Linked DNA regions of Mus musculus: region 2 is linked to region 1. Evidence: chromatin contacts called from public capture Hi-C data. All regions are on one chromosome and are shown on one strand. Each heading gives the region's core, a stretch centred on a gene start, on an enhancer-like site or on the middle of the called end of the contact. The rest is flanking DNA. Distances are from core to core; before and after follow the strand shown.

The links. Capture Hi-C pulls out chosen DNA fragments and counts their contacts.
Region 2: a capture Hi-C map of embryonic stem cells shows a contact between it and region 1, with 7 times the contacts expected there. The contact joins two enhancer-like sites. A contact is called at or near these places in 1 of 15 datasets of contacts at CTCF or cohesin (the NIH/3T3 cell line), 3 of 484 Hi-C or Micro-C datasets (all in embryonic stem cells), 5 of 115 datasets of contacts at active chromatin or transcription factors (CD8 T cells, embryonic basal ganglia, embryonic stem cells and 1 more) and 1 of 9 other capture datasets (embryonic stem cells).

Annotation. Positions count from the first base shown.
Region 1 is chr14:79,137,085-79,143,081 of GRCm38.p6, forward strand. All of the region lies in intron 37 of Vwa8 (von Willebrand factor A domain containing 8), which reads left to right. Among named protein-coding and RNA genes, the nearest start is that of Gm30970, 4.9 kb to the left of the region's middle. Within about 2 kb of position 3,002, at least 71 of the 459 cell types and tissues checked have an H3K27ac peak or open chromatin away from gene starts, as enhancers often do. A contact at or near this core is called in embryonic stem cells, where this site is marked.
Region 2 is chr14:78,680,566-78,686,562 of GRCm38.p6, forward strand. All of the region lies in intron 2 of Dgkh (diacylglycerol kinase, eta), which reads right to left. Among named protein-coding and RNA genes, the nearest start is that of Gm30716, 33 kb to the left of the region's middle. Within about 2 kb of position 3,741, at least 23 of the 459 cell types and tissues checked have an H3K27ac peak or open chromatin away from gene starts, as enhancers often do. A contact at or near this core is called in embryonic stem cells, where this site is marked.

The DNA of each region.
Region 1 (5,997 bases), core at 1,752-4,251:
GTTGGTATTATCTGACTTAAAATATGTTGAACTTGACAAGAAACAAGCCGAAGACATTGAAGTGCAAACTTGAATTTGGAATTTGCAGGGGTGGGGGAGGCGGAAGCGGCCTTTCCATCGGCACTTGAACATATTTCTTCTCTTTCTCGTAAGATATCTTTCTCTCTTAAGTCTTGCTGGGAGCAGTCATGTGGTCTATTCGCCACTGGAAGTGTCTCAAGTCCCCTTCATGCCATGCCTTTAGACACTGAGAGCAAACATATTTTCAGGAGTTGTAAGGGGAGGAGGCTCTCAGTCCAGCTGCAAGGCGACAAGAGGGTGCTGCAGTCTCTGCCTGGCTGCCCGAGGTAGGAAGGGTCAGCTTGGTGTTTAGAATATCTGCAGCAACATTGAACTTCCCAAAGGAGGTCATGGGAATTAAATGATTTGGACAGAATGCGGAATCTTACACAACTCAAATTTCACAAAGCCTTCTTGATTAAAACCTGACTTATTTTCCCAGTGCTAATATTACTATGATATATACCTAACACATGCCGACTAAAAAATAGATGATTCACACTATGCCATATCTTTTACTCTCAGAAAGAGTAGAGTAATAATGGTTAGTCTAGATAAGTATGGTGAGGCCAAGGATTTTTCCAAGCGATTCTGTGTGATTTCCTACAGTGCCACTGTGGATAAGACAGGCACCTTTGTCTTTCTTGTAGATGAGGGCCTTACGTGGCTATGTGTCAAGAACCAGGGTTTAAATCCAGGCGGACAAGTTACAATGCTATACTTCTAACCATGTTGAAGAGTTGTTTTTTGGTTTTTTGTTTGTTTGTTTGTTTGTTTTGTTTTGTTTTTAAATACCAGCAATATATGTCTATGGACAAAGAATACATTTGATGATTCTAGAAAACTCAGAACAGGCAAGCTGCTCCCCTTCATTCTGTGTTTTCTTAGGTTTCACATAAAGATTAGAGGAAAATCTCTTCAAGACCTTCCAAGGATTCGCCCAAGGCTTTGGAAAAATCTTGCTTTAATATAACGCATGGTAACACACACTCATCAACTTTTGATGAGATGTGTCTGGGTGGACTTACAAAAGGACGTTGAGTTTTGCCTGCAGTAAGTAGAAAGGCATGTGTAGATTTATTCATTTCTAGATGTTTGGTTCTTTAGAGTTACAGTGGCCAAATTTTACTTATAATGCATTCTGTGGGAGTGGCAGCCCTAGAGCTTCTTCCAGCATCCATGAGCACTACATCAAGTTAGGAAAAGGACCCCCGAGGAGAAGGATAGAGAACACTTGCGTTCTCTGTCTCGAGTGTAACGTACAGCAGTGGAGAAATCAATCATTGAAATCAATAGTTGAAAAAAAAAAGTATGTTTATTGGGGGTGAGGAAACATACACATGTCAGACACACAGAGACAAATGCCCTCTGCGTAGCAGAAGCTGGAAAGCCCGTCTCTCCTGAGAGCTGGAGTTCTAAGTCTGCAGAGTTCCCTCCTCTAGTTCAGGGCTGGTCAGTTTGAAGAAGGATAGGGTGACGGAGTGGCCCCCCAACGGGTTTGTAACATGTTCTGATCCAGCCTTGAACTTATCGTGCCAGTCCATCACCGGGTAGCCTGCTGGTGGGAGACAAATCTCACCAGGCTCTTGTTTTAAGATACCAGGTTTTCTTTCAAGTCAGGAGGCTGAGGAAGAAGCAGTCATCTTGGAAGTTTACTGTCTTTATTACCTAGCCTGGTCCCTTGTCTGTGTGTCTGCCTTCTGGGGAGTCTGTCTAACTCCTAGTCTCTCCCTTCTACCGAAGGAGTGTTGCCCATGTTGATTGGTGCCAAGAAACAAGGCTTAATTTAGTACCCAAATAGCACAGTTCCCTCCCCTAAAGGGCTAAGCTGTGTGTAATAACCAGCCATGATAACTAGCATGCAATAATTAGTTAAGACTGAAGGCACTGTTTTTAATCACTTAGTTGGACTTTTAGTGATAGGAGCAGGGAGATCTGCCCTGCCAAGGACCTCAGGTCTCACTAACCTCTTCAGCTCTTCCTCACCTCTAAGCCCTCTGAACAAAATGGTTTGATCACAACTAATAATCATTCTTATTATTATCCTCAGACAACTGGTGCTAACTGGGATGGCCCAGGTGCAGCAGGACATAGGATTGAATGGCGATTCCAAGCAGTAGTCTACCACACAGCAGCGCTGGCCCCGCTCAAGTGGGCAGACATTACAGTAACATTCGTTTTTAAGATTCACAGGGGCTAGAAATGCTTCATTGTTAACAATGCTTGCTACTTACTCTTCCAGAGGACCTGAGTTCAGTTCCTAGCACCTGTGTCAGGTGACTCACAACCACTTGTAATTCCAGCTCCAGCGCCCCCTTCTGGCCTCTACAGGCACCTGCACACATGTGGTGGGGCAGAAGGTGAAAAATAAACTTTTTTCTTTAAACTTTACCATATAAAAACTCCTGTTCTTACTTCAGGTACTCATTATACATCTTTCCCCTGATAAAATGTCCTAGCCATGTTTTCCACCTGTATTTTGCCATAAACAGCAGTATCGCTCCCTGCCAGCACTCTATACAGGCAAGTGCTTAGAGGCCAAGACCTTCCTGGGTGGTGGGTGGTGGAGGAGCAGAGCAAGGCCACTGGGAAGGGAGGCCTCTGTGAGCAAACGGTGGGCAGGGGTCTAGACAGAGCAGGTGGAATCTCTTCCCCTGATCCAGCCTCATTGTCCTCTTTGGTTGTATCTGCCACTTATTAAGTAACAAAACAATCAGGTATTGTTGGTATTTTGATTCAAGCTCAAAATGTTACTTCCTAAAATCTCCTATAAGTTTTCACTTGTCGTCAGGATGTCCTCTGCACTGAGTGGCATTTCTTTGCTGTTATCAGGTGACAGCAGGTGTGTCTGAACAAAGCTCTCTGTCACTGAACACTGTAAAGGTTGCTGCCGTTTTTTACTGAAATTTTCACGAATGCATATACTATACGTGAGTCACACTCCTGCCGTCACTGCCCTTTCTCACCCACAGAGTGCATTTTATAAACGGCATGAAGCCAGAAGTGGGGGTTTTCAGCTAGCAAGCATGTGAGTTTTAAATCGCTGAATTCAGTACCTGTCCATTTAGGTTACTCTACCAGCACTCCAAATGATTGCTTTTTCTTGCCAGATTGGTTTATTTTCCTCCTTAGGCTAGCCACCCTTCAGCCTTACAACACTCAGGTTTATTGAGCACAGGGAATATCCTTTTAAAAAGATCATTGCGTCTCAGTTTATATAAGTCTACCAGCAGGAGCATTTATCACTCCCTAGGGGTGACTGTGAACCATGCAGGTCTGGCTGCCTGTTAAAATTTACGGCGTTTGTGACAGGCCGGGCGGGGAGCTACAGCTGAGCTCCTGCTCCGGTGACTGTCCCCTGGCTGCTGCGGCTGGGGTCACTGCCGTCAACAGGCACAGACAGAAAGGTCACTTCTCTGTTTTGTTCATGTTGAGAAACGCGTTAGATAATTATCTGTCTTTTGTTGTCTAAGAAGAATAGGCGCATGGGAGGGGTGTCCTTTCCTTTCCTTGAATTTTCCCCACTGGGCTCCCTAAAACAGAATGGCTGTGCACACAGTCCACACAAAGAGCACAGCACTCCAGAGATGACCCACCCATTGGTCAGGATCTGAGAGTCTTTGTTCTCAAGGAGATACCTCACCATAGGCCAGCCTTCCTCAGGGTCTGGAAAGCCTCCGTCCTTTAAACAACCATCCCAAAGGTTGTGTTCCGTGGAAAGTTACAACAATGTATACCTCACCTGTGGGTCGTGGGCATGGTTTCAACCCTGCACACACACACCAGCAGGGACAGGTTTGCCATGGATAAAGCACCCTGGATGGATGGGACTCTTGTCACAGGCAGTGGGGACAGCCTGCTGGGAGACTGCTGAGAAGCAAAAGCAGGTGCTGTATGGAAGCCAGGCTCACTTTTGGAAGGCCAGTCACATGGTGGCTCTTCTCCAATCCACATACTTGGAATTCATCCAGAATGCAGACTTTGCTGCTCTGACCTCACCTGATCCCTCTCACAGCCAGCAAGCTATCTTTACCTCTAAACAGACAGCCATGGGCTACAAACCCTCCAGTCAAAGGAACATACGGAGATTGTCGGAAATTCTTTTGAGATTGAAAATGTCTTTTAAGCCCAGTCTCTCTGAGGAGTTCTATAATGTCTGCATGTCTCTGAGACCCAAAGCCCCACCACACACACACACACACACACACACACACACACACACACACACACGACATAGTTCCTTGCCTGTTCCTTCAAAACCTCTTAAAATCATTATCTACGAGGCTGGCTAAGAATGCTTACTAATGAGGATGGAGAGATGGCTCCGTGATGAAGAAGAACACTGGCTGATCGTGCAGAAGCTCAGCTCCCAGCACCCGCATGGCAGCTCACAACCATCTGTAAGTCCAGTTCCAGGGCATCCGATGTCCTGGCCTTATTAAAAACTAAGTCCTGATCTGCCTGCCTTGGTTCTACTTCCAGACCTCCATCCTCTTGCCTCCCCTGATGACTTTATCCCAGCCTCCGTGAGCTGGATTCAGTGGGCTTGAGTTTCTCTTCTTCTGGCCCTGTGCTGCACCCAATCCCACACTCTGAGCTCTCTACCGCCCACCTCTCCTCTGCCTGTCTTGTCCACTTCTTTCTGGGCTCCTTCCTGCCACACTTCCCCCTGGGCCACGCTCCTCTACTCTTTCAAGGTAGCTTACTCATCTTCATGGTTTCAGGCTGTTAGAAAATACATGCATAAATATAATAAGTCATAGCAATTGTGGGAATTTACAAAATGAGCACTTAAAGGAAAACTCAAATGAGTTCTCTCTTTCCTGTCTTATTCATATTGTTAATGTATCTCATATTTGGATGGTAATGAGTCACCCTCACGTAGATAGAAAAGAGTTTCAATCTGAAAATGACATTTTTTTTAACATGTTGTGCAATGGCTAAGGGGTGAGATTGAAAAATAATAGGCTCCGAGAGTTTAAATCTTGTGAGTAGCAAAACAGTACTGAACTTGGGGCCGCCTGGTTGCTAAGGCTGCTAGTGTGTAGATACTTTTTGGCGACTTTGAAGTAACTGTAGCTAAATTACACAAATGGTATTTGTATCCGAGGACTGGGTAGAGTTGTTTGGCTCTGTGGGTGAATGTTAGGATGCGGCATCGCCTCTTGGTGAACCTCTCTGAGTTTCTAGTGTGCAGGTTTGGTTGCTACAGCGGGTCTGTATGAACCCAGGCAAAGGACTCTCATGTACACAGTCAGCTGCAAGCCCCTCTTCAACTCATTGTCTGCCCACTCTTTCTGGCTCTCTTCATTCAAAATAGCCTTCTCTAGCGCCTCTTCTAGGCCTGACCTCTTGCCATTTGGCTCCACCTCCTGCTGTATATCCTGCTGGCCCTGGCCTGGCACTCTTCCCCACTGTCTGTTCTAGTTACTGAGTGCAGGTCCCTCCTGCTCCTGGCAGAAACTCCACAGAACCAGGTCTCGTTGGGCTGCACATCCTTAAGGTTCTATGTCGGACTCATAGCCAGTACATAAGTTGTAGGGATGGTCTCAGTTCCTAACCATGGCTTTGAAAGAACTCAGTGGGGAAACCCCCACTCAGCTCCCGATTCTGCGTGCACCCAAGAATCACGAATAGAACACAACACCTTGATGTAACAACAAGAGGTTTTTTAATGGCGGAGCTCCGGGTCGAAACGTATCTCACATAACAGGAGACAGTGGATTCGACCACGAGGCTTGGAAGCTAGGGGTTTTTATAGAAAAGGAGTGGGGCTGGGGGAGGAATTGGCGCGGTTTCACATGATTGGTCCATTTAAACATCAGCAGCCTGTAACATTTAACTTAGGTCAGAGGGGTGGGAGCTAGGGAGGCGATGGGCTTGCCCGGGCATGTCCTGGTCTGTTCTGCTATGTTCTCAGCCCCAGGTTTCAAAGCT
Region 2 (5,997 bases), core at 2,491-4,990, 460 kb before region 1:
ACTCAGTATTTCCTCCCAAGCCCACATGAAAACGTACACCTTAAGGAAAAATCTGACAATCTGGAGTCAAAGTGTACATCTGAAAGCCACTTCAAGTCCACAAACGTATGCAATGTAGAACTGTTTGCCAGCTGTTCCCAGGCACTAGGCTAAAGAGTTATTTTCCTTTTATTTGGTGTGTGTGTGTGTGTGTGTGTGTGTGTGTGTGTGTGTGTGTGTGTGTGTGTAAAACACATGCATGCAGGTGTCTTGGAGGCCTGATGAGGGTGCCAAATCTCCTGAAACTGGAGTTACAGGTGGGCTTCCTTTCCAACCTCACTGAGCACTGTATTAGAGCCTTCACGAGTCTTCCGTGAGCTTCTTTTTAATTGTTGTAAAACACAGGTAACAGAAAATTTGCCACCTTGACCAATTTTAAGTAAAAAGCTGAAAAGCATTAGGCTATTGTACAACCTGTCTCCAAGATTTTTCATTTCGCTAATCTGCAGCTTGCCAGCCATTGGACAGCTCTTCCTTTCCCCTCCCCTAACCCTAGCTGCCACTTCCTGACCCTACAAACGTGAGTGACCACTCCAGGTAGCTCACTTAGGTGTTTATCTGTTTCCAGACCTGTTTCACTTAGCATAACACCCTCCTCTGTGTGAGTCAGTTTCCTTGATTTAAGATGACCAAGTATCATTTCTTCCTTTGTCAACACTGGGGCTTCTTCTACCTTTCAGCCATTATGAACTCTACTATACAAACGTCACTTCGAGACTCTGAATTCAACTGTTCTGAATACTGACCCAGAAGCAGCACAGCTGGGTGATAATTTTGGAGGACCCAGCAGAGTTGCTGAGCCTACTTCACAGTCCAACATCTGTGCACCAACTCCAATGCTCTCACATCCCTTTCACCTTATTTGCATCCATTACAACACCCCCCCTTTTTTCTTTTCTCGTTATAAGAAGCAGCTAAATGCATATAAGAGCATGATTCATTTTGCTTGGTTATGCAGCCCTTGTTGTCTTGGAAGATGCTGTGTAGATAGACCATGGTAGCCTCAAAGTCCTATAAATCCTTCACCTCTCTAGTACTGGGATTAAAGGTATGAGCAACCACACTCAGTCCATTATGGTTGTAATTTGAAGTTCCCCTTCGTGTGTGTCATGACAACTGATGTTTATCTTTTGCAGCATTATCTACTTTTCTGTACATGTTGTGTGTATTTGTACACACATTTGTGGGTGTGCCCAAGCACAAAGGGCAAGGGTAGGTAGGAATCTGGCACTTTCTTCAGTCACTCTCCACCTTATCTTGGGAGACAGGATTGTTCACTGGGCCTAGAGATGGATGCTTTCAATAGACTGTCTGGCTAGCAAGCCCTGGGCTCCACCTGTCTCCAGTCTACCTAGAGGATTTTACATGGGTCCTGCAGATGAAGATGTAGAGCTCTCAGCAACTTTTCCAGCACCATGTCTTCCTGCACACTACCAACCTTCCCGCCTGCCGTGATGACAATGGACTGACTCTCTGAACTGTAAGCCAGTCCCAGTTAAATGTCTTCCTTTATAAGAGTTGCTGTGGTCATGGTGTCTCCTCACAGCAATAGAACACTGACTAAGAAGGCATCCTTGCAGGACATCCCCTGACCAACACACACGTTTCCCGCCTTCCTTCACAGCAGTTGATATATGTAAGTACCTCGCTGTTTTCATGGCTCCAGCTTTGAAAGTGTGAGAGATACAACATAGTTCTCCTTTTCATGATGGTTGCCTATCGGGGATTCCTTGAGAATTAACATGACTTTTAGAAGACATTTTTGTATTTTTGCAGAGGACGCCATTGGCATTCTGAGGGGTTCATGCTGACCCTGTAGATCTCTCTCAGGATAGCAGTCTCAACAGTCTGAAACCTGCCAACCTCACACCCAAATCTTTGCTTTTACTTATGTTTCATAATATCCAACACACGTTTCTCTCAGTGTCGTAGGAAGTATCGTTAGAGAGTCCACCCTTGTGCGCTCAGCCCCCTTACTGCTTCTATTAACTGCTTCGGAATCTCCTTCATGCCTTCTACATAGTTAGGTTGCCTTCGAGTGAAGCTGTTTTCTTTCTTTTCAAACCGTATGTCTCTCCTTTCCAACTCACTGCATTAACTAGGACCCCCCAGCATGGCGCTGAATAAAAACACTGAGCAGGCATCCTAAGGCTGACATCATTCCACCTGAGGCTTTAGCATCAGGACCTCAGCAGATTGGTCTGTCAACTGTTTCGTGTATGCTGATAGAAGATAGATTCTGGGTGAAGGAAAAAAAGTCCTTTATTACTCTCAACACATCAAGCATAAAGAGCAAGTTTCAATAGATTCTCCCATCCTTCACTATGGTGTAGGGAGGCTCAGACAGATGTTTCTGCATGCAGAAGCCTGAGTTACTAAACGACCAACTTTGGGTATTCACTGCTTTACAGTACGCATCAAGCCACTGTCCTCTGTCCCACAGACGGACATGGTCACAGTCTTCATAGTTGCTCCCTGTAAATACTCTGAGAAATTACTCGGGTTGAAAGTGTTCAGGTCTTGTTTAGGCAGTCATGTTTGGTGAGACTTCGTGGGTGAAGTTTCTCTGACAATTCTAGGAGACGTAATTTCACAACAAACATCTATTCTTACGGCTCTTGCAATCTTTCTCCTCTCTTCTTCCAAAATAATTTCTAAGCCTTAGGTGCAGGGGTTGTGTTGTAGATATTTCAGTTGGAACTGTGTCAGACATACTAACACGGGAAAGAGAAATCTCATGAGGCCTCAACCATACACAAAGGTCTACAGACAACTAAGAAATGCTAAGAACAGGAGAAATAGCCTCCTCAGGGAAGAGCAAAACTGGTTTTCCAATACCATATGCCAGCCCTGGAAACATACATGCAAAGTACATTATAATATATATACATATAATTATATGCATTATATTACATGTGTGCATATATATATATATATACATCACAATCATTCTACTTACTATATTTTTATTGACATTAAGTATATTTATCTTATTGCACCCCCAAAACCACTATGTACTTCCCAGTGTGTGTGTGTGTGTGTGTGTGTGTGTGTGTGTGACCCCACAATCCTGCCATAGCAACAAGATGTCTTAGAGCAGAGGAAACCCATGGACCACCATCTCGCTCAACAACACATTCCACTGACCATACTGATTTCTGGCCATGTACATATTTCCTTCAACATCCACCTAGCTGGATAGTCTATCAGTCCATCAGAGGCTATAACCTAATCTGATTAGTTGGTATCACACAACGTTTAATGAAAGCTACTGCCCAAGGAAGCCAACTGTAATACCAACCACAACTGTTCCTTCCAGACTCTCAGACTCTCGGCCTTAGGGGGATCCAGTAATACCAGCAGATCCTTCATCACCAGGGGGTAGTCTAAGGGCAGGGCAGTCTGTTGCCCTTCAATCCTATACAGTGCAGTTTTAAATGACCTGCTGACTTTTGTAATGTTAACAATCAGAGGGAGTGACAGGCCCGAAAGCAGCCTCCACACCCGCTGAAGAAAGGTTGCACGGTCCACTCTCCCCTGTGTACACACAAACATGAAGGAGCGTGCCACTGGGAGATCGACTGCTAAACTCCATTTTTATAACAGTGACAGCAACGGTGGCTTATTTAAGCTGCTGCCCAGAGATGGAGGTCTGTTGATGTCACACAGGCAGTGGCCAACCTTCGGCCTTGGGAGTGACAGGAAATGCAAATGAACTTAGATTAGATTAAGACCAAGGAGCTGGAGAGATGGCTCAGTCAGCCAAGTGCATGCTGCACAAGCATGAAGACCTGTGTTTATATCCCTGGCATCCATGGAGAAGCCAGGAAGGGTGACTAAGGCTTCAAAGCCCAGCTCAGGGATAGGCTCACTGGCCAACCAGTGTAGACAATGAGGGAGCCGTAGGTTCAGGGAGAGACTCTGTTTCAAAAGATAAGGCAGACAGCAAGAAAGACATCCCTGTGGATATCTGGCTTCCACAGGTCCATGTGGTCCAGCGTGTGTATGTTCCCATACCCATGCCAACACACACATATCACACAGTTTTTCTCTTACCCACACCATCACATGCATACATATCACACACATTGCCCATCATGTCTGTCTGTCTCCCTGTCTCCCTCCCTCCCTCCCTCCCTCCCTCCCTCAAATGCAGAAAAGGGAGAGCTTGTTTATAATTTAGGCTCCAGAGCTCTGTTCCTGATATCAGGTAGAGCAGCTCAACTTTCCATGTCAATACCAACTTTTCTGATTTTTATAACGACACTGGAAGTGACCAAACCAATGGCCGGCTAGCTGTTACTTGTTACAGAGATTGCACTGCTATTTTCCCAGGTTGGACCAGGAAAAACAATCATTTGCTCCAAATCCTTAAATTCTTGGGATCGAGACTTTTCCCCTCCCCAGTGCCAACACTGCTTGCAGTTCCAGAAAGCAGTGTGCCCCCTTCCCAAACCTCCTTTTCTTCTCAGCTTCTCCAGGCACTTCCTCTACTATTCCAAACAATACACTGAAATTGTGATTTCTTCTTTGGCCCATGGATTACTTTTTTTTTATTTCCAAGCATTTGTTTGATTTTTTTTTTAAAGCCCTATTTCTGACTCCTCCCCCACCACCACCCCTATTTCAAGTGCCATAAAGTCAGAGGATATGCCTGATTAACCACAGAAAGGGCAAGAGACTGATGGCCTAAAGAGGCCAGATCCCTGGAACCTGGGAATACCTGATCCCTTGCGTGACACAGGGCAATAAAGTTTCTGTAGACTTAAAGTTCGCTCGTCAACTAACCTTCAGAGGGCCGCTGAATCCTGGATTACCAGGGGGCCCAGCGTAATCACCAGGGTCTCTACAAGCAGGATGGAAAGTAAAACAGAAAGAACAGATGGTGAAGTGAGAAAACCATCGGCGCTGCTGAACTGGCTAACCTAGAACAGCAACCAAAGCTTGAGAGACCTTTGGTAGGAAAAAGCCAGAAGACAGACAGTCTTCACCTACAGCCTCCAGAAGGATCCTGCCTCACCCACAGTCTCCAGAAGAATTCTGCTTTCTGATATGCGAATTTAGCCTAATGAGACCCAGTTGGGACTTTAGACCTCCAGACCTGAAAGATAACGTATATGTTTTTTGCTAAGCCATTAAGTCTGTGGCAATTGTCACCACATCATTAAAAAAAAAAAAAGCAAAAACGGGACACTAAATACACTGGAACCAGTTTATTACCAGAATATATGCTCTGCTGGGCAATACACTTACAAAGAGTATCCTGCCATTGGGCTGAGTGCTCTGCTGCAAATATCAATTAGTCCAAGTTCTTGAAAGATGGTGTTCGGTCTTAATGTTGTTGCGATTGTCTACTGGGAAGGGGTATGGAAATTTAGAAGTATAACTGGAAACTTGACAGCTTCTAATTTGTTTTCCTTTACATACTTTAAGGTTGTTTCATCTGCCTGTGTAACTGGAACCACTATATTCTTAATTAATTTCTCATTATTCCTGATAATAACTTTTCTGAATATTGTTAAAAGATTTATTTTTACTTTATATGAGATAGTGGTTTGACTTCGAGTCTCCTATGTGCACTACATGCATTCCTGATGCCTTGAAGCCTGAAAGCGGTTGTTGGACCACCTAGTATTGGAGTTACGGTGGTTATGAGCCACCTGACGTGGGTGCAGGTCCTTTGGAAGACCACCAGGGCTCTTAACCACTGAGCCATCTCTCCAGGCGGCCTCTACTTGTCTTTGATTAGCATTTGTATGTTGTAACTTCTTGTTGTTTTATATTTAACATAGAAGCATTGATAAATTTGACACGGATTTCTCATAAGACAGCAATAATTGAATTGCACTTATTTTTCCAGCTTAACAGGCCATTGAAAGGGAATGTTTTAATCATTAACAATCACTATGGCTACCAATAGTGTTGGTCTGTCTCGTCCGTTCCTTCTTCCTTTTACAT